Regions from separate parts of the Sus scrofa genome. Here regions 1 and 2 are each linked to region 3. Evidence: chromatin contacts called from public HiChIP or PLAC-seq data. All regions are on one chromosome and are shown on one strand. Each heading gives the region's core, a stretch centred on a gene start, on an enhancer-like site or on the middle of the called end of the contact. The rest is flanking DNA. Distances are from core to core; before and after follow the strand shown.

Region 1 (2,700 bases), core at 110-2,609, 150 kb before region 3:
GGAGGACCTCAGAGCCTGGTGCCCGGTCAACCTCTCCCAGGCGGCTCAACCACCAGATCCCCCTGCCTCGGGTGCTCATGCCCCTGACCCCGGCCCAAGCTCTCCTCCAGGCTCCGGGCTCCAGGCTTTCTCTACTACCTCGGCACTTGACTCCTGGGCTGCTCACTTGGTTCCAGGGGCCTGGCCGGCTTCTCTAAGGCACCTGCTTCTAGGCGGTGGTGCCGAGGCGGATAAATAGGTGAGGGACAAGAAGCTGCGAGTCGGGGTGGCGGCCAGCCCCCACCCCCCGCAGGTCCTTTCTTCTCTCTGAGTTTTTTACCTAGAAAGTGGGATCGATCCCAGCTCACGGAGTAAAAATGAGGTGGGCACGGAGGACTCCTGGCATCGGGCATGGCACGGACTTGGTGCTCCGCAAGGGACAGTGGCTTAGGGATTAAACTTTATGTCTCCTTTGCCCTCTTGATGCCGGGGTCCTCGCGCCTCACCGTGGCTCAGGCTGCAGCTCAGAAGCATCTGATAAACAGCTGCCCACATCCCAAGGAAGAGCGTGGTCCCTCTTTGGCAAAATCAGCCCAATCCCTGCCCCCCTTCAGCTTCCAGAGACATAGAGGAGGCCTTCAGACCCCAACCTCCAGAACCGTGAGGAAAAAAACTCTGTTATTTAAGCCCCGTCGTCTATGGTCCACTTTGTTACACGGGCGCAAGGTGACTAAGACTGGGTAGGGGATGAGACTGTGGCTCAGAGGGGCCCAGGGACCAACACAGTCAAGCAGCAAACCAGAGCAGAGACTAGACACAACCAAAGCAAAATATTAATTTTCTTTTTTTTTTAAAAAAAGGAAGACCAGGGGAGTTCCTGTTGTGGCTCAGAGATAACGAATGAACCCAAACAATATCCATGAGGATTTGGATTCGATCCCTGGCCCCACTCAGTGGGTTAAGGATCCAGCATTGCCATGAGCTGTGGGGTAGGTTGAAGACATGGCTTGGATCCCACGTGGCTGTGGCTGTGGTGGAGGCTGGCAGCTGCAGCTCCAATTTGACCCCTAGCCTGGGAACCTCCATATGCCCGGGGTGCAGCCCTAAAAGGAAAACAAAAAAAGGAAGACCAGGTGTTTCCGTTGTGGCTCAGCCAGTTAAATACCCAACTAGTCTCTGTGATTAAGCGGGTTTGATCCCTGGCCTCACTCAGTGGGTTAAGGATCCTGTGTTGCCCCAAGCTTTGATGTAGGTCTCAGATGAGGCTCAGATCTGGTGTTGTTATGGCTCTAGCGTAGGCCAGCAGCTGCAGCTCCGGTTTGATCTCTGGCCTGGGAACCTCCATGTACCACGCAGCTTTAAAAAAAAGAGGAAGACCGAAAGGATGAAATTACAACATGCATCGTCACTGAAGAGGCGGGGTGAGGCAGAACACGGCGGGGAGAGGGTGGCTCTGGGGGGATGCCTGCACTGAGCCCCAAGCCTCTGTCACCCCCGAACACATCATCCCCCACCTTGTATAACCAAAAAAGCCCTGCCGTCCAGTCACAGGGCTAATGCCCTGAGCACGGAGGGGTAGGCTGGGCTGGTTCAGGCCAAGCCAGCCCCGGTGGTCCCCAGGGATCCCAGAACCAACATCGAAGCCGGAGCAGGATTGCTGGATCATACGGCAACTCTGTCTTTAGGTTTTTGAGGAACCTTCGTACTATTCTCCAGAGCAGCAGCCCCAATTTACATGTCCTGGGCTCTGCTTGGAGTGTCATCAATAGAATGACAGGCCGGGGCGGGTAGGCTCTGAGTAGTGACATGTGGAGGCTACTTACCCACCCCTGGAGAGGGATCGGGTGCCCCCGGCCACGGCGGGAGAATTTACACCACAGAAAGCGGCAGACACCACTTACTCCTTCTTCCTCTCCTTCCTTCTTTCTCTCCATCTCTGCCTCTGCCTCTTTTTAAATACTTTAACAGAGTCACCTCCCGGCCTCAGGGGGACCATCAAACACAAGGGGGACATGGTTTCTGAGGTTCGACAGTGGAGGGGAAGGGGAGGGAGACACAGCAGCAGACCCAAGCCATGGAGCATCTGTTCATTCTGCCCCAAGGAACTGCAGAGCTGATCAATCCGCGAGGTTGGAAGGCAGGGCTCTCCTGAACTCAGGCAGCCCCCAGCATGGAGTTGGCCTAATTTGGACATGGGTTCAGCGAAAGCTGGCCTTTGAACACTTAAAGAAAAAAAAAAAAGGCTTTTCTAAGCTCTAAGCAGGGTCATGACAGAGATGCTCAACCTGCTCAAGGAAAATGCAGAAGTGCCCGGCCAAGGATCCAACCTGCGCCGCAGCAGGGACTGGAGCTGCGGCAGTGCCAATGCCAGATCCTTAACCCACGGCACCACCAGGGAACTCTTCCAACACTTTTAAGGCATGCATTTAAGCGCGGCCAGCTTTGCTCTTTTCCATTTAGCAGTGTTTGCTAAGTGACAGCTGTGGCCAAGCCCTGACGAGTCCACGCACTTTCTGTGCCACAGTGGCCTTGCTGCCCCATCGCGGGATCTGACTGCCCCCAGGTCCACAGCCACGGTAGCTGCCTCCCACCCATCTGACTCGCCCCCACTCGTGGCCACGTGATCCATGTGTGCTGGCTGGTCCGGCCCACACCTCAAGCAAGTGGCTGGCAGGGAGGCCTGCAGGGAGAAAGCCAGTACCTACTCCCCTGGACAAGATC
Region 2 (2,700 bases), core at 136-2,635, 170 kb after region 3:
GATGCATTTCTACTGTGCCACGACAAGAACTCCAGGATGCTACATCTTTCATGCAGCCACCATTCGATTATCACATCAAAAAATCAATACTTAAATGTTGATTTACCCCTAAACATCCCAGATGAGGTGTTTTAAAATGGGGGTGCATCAGGCCAAATAAGACCCCCGCCTTGCGGTTGGTTGGCCTGCCTCTGAGTCTCATTCACTCTGCAGATCCCCCGCTGTCTCTTTTTCCTTTCCCTTCAGTCTGTTTGGAAGGAAAGCAGCTCATTTGTCCTGAAGAGTTTCCCCCCCCTTTTAGATCTTGCCGTCACCCTCTCCAGATGCAGTTGGGCCTGTTCCTCTGTCCTCTCGTTCCTGGCCGTTCGTAGCGGAACCTAGAGGCTTGATCCGATTCTGCCCGGAGATCTGGAGCCGCGCCCGCTCCATCGGTGGTTGTGATGACCTTCTAGGGGCCTCGGGGGTGAAAATTAACTCTGCCCAGAAGGGAAAGAGCCTGCTTTCCATTCACAGCCGTGAGAACGAAATGCGTGCGGTCGTTGTGGTCTACGGTTTTGTTACGTCATCCTCGTGGCAGTTTCTTTGAGGCTGTCACGCGCCACGCTCGGCCCAAGGTCAAAGGACCAGAAGGCAGGCGAAGAATCGGGCCCCCTTTGCCCTGCCAGCCCTACGCTGGTGGCTCTAGCCTACAGTTCCCCTAGTTTCACCTCCCGTCACTGCATCCTGCTTATGACCCCGTGGCACTTGATTTCGGGAGGGAAAGGGATTTTCACATCCAGCCTGCTCCCCCCATTGCTTTAGAAGCAACAGTTCTGGAGAACGTTAGAGAAATGGCGAGAAGCATCCACGGATGAATCAGGACCTTGATCCCAAAGGCTTCAGTGATCTCGGGAGCAGCTGCCTCGTAAATTAATTCTCCAGCCACAGCTGTCCCGCGTCCCTGCCCAGAGAGGACTGACGCCTGAGTGACGGTGGTGGCTGTTTCTGATCACACTGAGGGTCGCCCTCTGGGGAGTGACCCACCTGGCAGAGCTGCCCCACTGGCTTGGCGCAGGTGGGACATGCCCCGGGTGGGCTGTCGCGGGCCCCTTGATCTGTCAGCCAGACGCAGATTAAACTAAAGGAGGATTTTATTTCACTTATTTCATGTAAACAAGTCAGTTAAATAGTGAGGCAAGACGGGAAATTTTCTTCCCATTTGGGATTGATGAGCCTTAACTAAAATTGATTTTAATGGTTACTTGTATCATTTAAATTTAAACATAGTGGTCATAAAAGGGAACAAATTGTGGTTAATTTCTGAGCAGGCAGAGGTGACCTTCTGGCCACTTAACTGTCTCTCCATACAGTTTCCTTTCCAACAAGAGTGAAAACCACTATGTCCAGGGGGGCCGATGTAGCAGTCCAGCGCCGCAGCTGTCTCTCGATTTGATTGGACAGGGTGGGGCTGCTCTGGGGTGACACATCCGATCGGGGACTTGGAAGGGTGCCCGGCGGCCTCCCCCGAAAGCAGAGGTGGCTTAACCCGGGTGGGCAGTGAGGGGACCGACCCTGCGGCTGGGATTGTCAGGAAAACCCTTCCGCAGAAGACACCTTCTCCTTCCCTCCCTTCCTGCCCTCGGTGTTGGGTCCCTGACAGGCATCAGGCACAGGGGGAGAAGCGGGGATCCGGGCTGAGCGGCGTGCAGTCCAAGAGCTTGTGGTTGGCACATACTTTTTCTTCCAGGGGGGTTGTTGCCTTCTGTCCAAAGGCTATGAAAAGGGGTAAGAAAAGCGAATTATTTCCCTGCTGCCAAAACAACTTACAAACTTTTTCCTTCAAAGTCATATTTACAATTTGGCCAAACAGTCCAGCACTTTCCGCTCTTTAAAATACCAGCCAGTGAGCCGCTGCCCGCCTCGCGCAGCACCTGAGCGCGGCGTCGCAGGTCTGTGTGGCTGGTCAGCCGGGACTCAGTGAGCGCAGGCCGGGTTCTCCGCGATCGTGGCTGTGAACCCACAAGTGATCAACATCCGAGCAAGATACTCGGAGGCAGAAAAGGGGCAGTGAAAATAAATGAGTGGACGACGGGGCGCAGGGCTGGCCCGGGACTCTCAGAGAGCCGGGGCCTGGCTGGCGACAGTGGCCCCCATGGGGATCTCAGTAGAGGGGACAGCCAGGCGGACAGGTGCGGTGGTTTCAAGGAACAGCCTAAGACGAAAGAGTCCATAAGAGTGTGTGTCGATTGAGCTCCAGAAGGAAATCTGCCCAGAATGCGTGTCACTAGTGGACTGACAGGGCTCGACCCCAGCTCACCAGCTCTGGGAGACAGCTCTGCACTTAGGCCTCTTTGTCGGGTTGGAAAATCGAGAGAATCCAAGCCGGGAAAGGAGCCGAGGTGTTTATGGGAGAGAGTCCTCTGCTCCCTGCAGGGTTCCTGGCCCAAAAGATGCTTTGAGTTCAACCAGGAGGGAGGGAGCCGAGAAGCAGCTCACGGAACCCACCACCACCCACCACCTGCCACCTGAGGCAGGACTGGCCTTGACCCTGCCCCCGGCCTGGGAGGCTGCAGACCTGGGAAGGGAGGTGGTGGGAGGCGGCCGGGGGGAGCCAGGCCCGGTACAGACAGTGCGGGGCTCGCCTGCCAGGCAGCGCAGTGAGCCTGTACAGGTGGGATGTGGGCCCGGGTTTTTCTAGAGCAGTGCCACCGCATCTGTGAT
Region 3 (2,700 bases), core at 134-2,633:
CCTGTGATTCTGTTACCGGAACGAGACAGGACACCCTCCAAGGACGACTTTCTGCAGAGACTGGGCTGGCCTTTACCTTTTCACTCAAGTGCTCGCCATTTCCCCTAATACAGCCGCTTTAAATTCTTAGATGGGGGCATTCCTGTTGTGGTGCAGCGGTAACGAACCCGACGGGTATCCATGAGGACTCGGGTTCCATCCCTGGCCCCACTCAGTGGGTTAAGGATCTGGCGTTGCTGTGAGCTGTGGTGAGGTCAGAGACGTGGCTCGGATCCGGCATGGCTGTGGCTGTGGCTGTGGCTGTGGCTGGGGTGTAGGTTGGCGGCTGCAGCTCCAATTCACCCCCGAGCCTGGGGACTTCCATTTGCCTTGGGTGCGGCCCGAAAAAGACAAGATAAATAAATCTCATGTAGGATTTGCTGTTGATTCGTTGGCAGATAAGCCCTAAAGAACCATCACATGAACCAATTCTTTGGATTAAAGTTAGGGGCAGTAAAAAGACAATACTTTACCCCTCAGATGCCTGGTGGCCAGGGTGTCCTCCCTGCCAGCCTGGGGTGCTGGGGCAGAGGGGACCCGGGTGTGTCTGCCCAGAGTACTGGCAGGCCGGGCCTGAGGCCTCAAGGAGACAGAATCTTACCGAAGCCCTGGTTTAAAGCAAACAGCTGACATACTCAGTTGGGAGGTGAGCGCTTCCAAACTGGTCATTGACGTTGTTAGAGACGTGTTTTCTTTGGGAGAAATTTCACCCACAGTTTCTTTTAAATAGGCAGCTCTATGGTCGCTTTTTATTTTTGTGTGTGTTTAATAAGCCTTTAATACTTGGCTGAGAGGCGGGAGTTCGGGGAGAAAGAAACCTCCAGGGTTGGGAGCTTTGCCCCTGGAGGATCTGTCGGAAACGGAGGAATAAGATCCCAGAAATTTGAGGCAGTGAGGAGAACAAGATCGCAGCGTCCGCAGCGCTTGTGCACTTAGTTCCCCCGTTTCATGGGCTGGGGTGTCCGCAGCCAGAGGTCCTCCCCTGGACCTTGTCGCGTCCTGACTTTGAAAGAGGCCCCCACAGTTCCTGCGCCCAGGTGCCGTCCTTTCCCGATGCTTTGCCTGTACCGGCGCCGGCTTTTTCCGTCTCCTTGGAAACCCCGGGGTTCAGAGGCCGTGGGTTTGCTGCCACCGTGGCCAACTCGCCATCAGCTGGGACCCGGGGCCGCCAGGCAGGCCTCTCCGGCAGGGGGCCAGTTCTGAGCAGTGGGGGGCCGCCCTCCCCCGCCCTGCCCTCAGAAGGTTGGGGCTCGACTGAGTGGTGTTCTCGGTGACGGGCCACCTCTTCCTCGTTCACACAACCTGAGACTGGCCAGTGTGCAGTGTGTTGTGCAAGAAACAGCTGTTGTTTTGACAACGGATGTGCCTGCCTCACTTTTTGAATCACCAGCCTGAGTCAGGGGGTCATCTGTCCAGGCCTCTGTCCCCGGGCAGGTGGACGCGGAGACCGCGCACTCGTGTGGGATGTGAGATACATTTCTGTAACCAGGTGTATGTGCATTTTTCACATGAGCAGTGGGTATGTGTGTGTGTATATGTATAATTAATGTATATTGCAGCTCTTCCAATTAGGTAATTCATGCATGTGGCAAAAGAGCAGAAAGACCTATGCTGAGGGTCGAGGCCCTGCCTCCCAGCTCCTCCCAGAGCGGAGCTCGGCTACAAGTGTCCTCCGTATCTTTCTGGAGACAGCCCAAGCTTCCGCAAGCGTCGGTATAGATACTCTTTTAAACAGTGTAGCGTTGTTTTACACTCTGCTTTTTTCACTTACATATCTTAAAGATCATTCCAGCTCATGCAGTAGGACTGTACTTTTTTTTTTTTTTTTTTGACTATTGCAAAATAGTTCTTGAATGGATGTGCCCATATGTTATTGCTGGACTTTCAGGTCATTCTAGGGTTTGGTTTTGTTTTGGGGTTTTTTGGGGGGTGCGTGCGTGAGAGAGTTTTTAATGCCTTCCAAATGCAGGGATGCTTCACGCTCCTTTGTGTGTGTGACCACTGGGGGCCTCTGAGTTTTAGGCCCCCACTGCCCCCTCCCCTGGAACGTTAAATTCCCTTTTAACGTGTCGTAATGACATGTGGCACTTGGAGGATTGGCAGGCTGGATAGATAAGAAAACAGTGTTTGGCTTTTGTTTCAGAGCCGTCTCCTCCCTTCGCGTTGTCCCCGGAGCCCTAGACGGCGTCCTCCAGGGGATTGGGTGGCGTTTGTTTAGTGGACTCTCCGTTGAAGACTGAGTCTTGTTCTGAGCAGCCAGACCCAGGGCAGTGGAGGCTCAGACTCTCATCCTCGTTGTGCCAGTCTGTTTCCGTGGTGGCCGCGGTGGTTCCTCCTGCAGGCCTGTCTGCCGTGTCGGCACGGGTAGGGAACTGCCGGCAGCGGGTCACCTCGGGCACCCTGGCCCTGCGGCCCAGCGATGGAGGTGGGTTTGCTCACCTTCCATCAAGTGACCTGTGCCCCCGCCATTGGCCTTCCAGACTGATCTGCCCACAGAGCGCCCCCCGCCCCCGCCGGGCCGGGCTGGGACCTTCAGAGCGAGAAGAGCACACGGGGACCCGAGGGTCCCAGAGGGACCCACAGACTCCATGCTCTTGGGCTTCTCCTGTAGTGCTCCCCCACGGTCCCCAAGCTCTTCCAGTTAGATGGGAAGGCGGGGTG

The links. HiChIP or PLAC-seq counts read pairs in DNA pulled down with a chosen protein or histone mark.
Region 1: a contact with region 3 is called in an H3K27ac HiChIP or PLAC-seq map of alveolar macrophages. The contact joins two enhancer-like sites. A contact is called at or near these places in 1 of 47 Hi-C or Micro-C datasets (alveolar macrophages) and 1 of 2 datasets of contacts at active chromatin or transcription factors (alveolar macrophages).
Region 2: an H3K27ac HiChIP or PLAC-seq map of skeletal muscle shows a contact between it and region 3. The contact joins two enhancer-like sites. A contact is called at or near these places in 1 of 47 Hi-C or Micro-C datasets (skeletal muscle) and 2 of 2 datasets of contacts at active chromatin or transcription factors (alveolar macrophages and skeletal muscle).

What each region holds. Positions count from the first base shown.
Region 1 is chr3:9,234,907-9,237,606 of Sscrofa11.1, forward strand. No RefSeq gene overlaps it. Among named protein-coding and RNA genes, the nearest start is that of MYL10, 38 kb to the left of the region's middle. Within about 2 kb of position 1,360, at least 3 of the 83 cell types and tissues checked have an H3K27ac peak or open chromatin away from gene starts, as enhancers often do. A contact at or near this core is called in alveolar macrophages, where this site is marked.
Region 2 is chr3:9,561,561-9,564,260 of Sscrofa11.1, forward strand. All of the region lies in intron 8 of CUX1 (protein CASP), which reads left to right. It overlaps LOC110259890 (a long non-coding RNA gene), which reads right to left. Exons shown (of 2, transcript XR_002342308.1): 2 at 1-2,700. Among named protein-coding and RNA genes, the nearest start is that of SH2B2, 110 kb to the right of the region's middle. Within about 2 kb of position 1,386, at least 2 of the 83 cell types and tissues checked have an H3K27ac peak or open chromatin away from gene starts, as enhancers often do. A contact at or near this core is called in skeletal muscle, where this site is marked.
Region 3 is chr3:9,388,403-9,391,102 of Sscrofa11.1, forward strand. All of the region lies in intron 1 of CUX1 (protein CASP), which reads left to right. Among named protein-coding and RNA genes, the nearest start is that of CUX1, 73 kb to the left of the region's middle. Within about 2 kb of position 1,384, at least 15 of the 83 cell types and tissues checked have an H3K27ac peak or open chromatin away from gene starts, as enhancers often do. A contact at or near this core is called in alveolar macrophages and skeletal muscle, where this site is marked.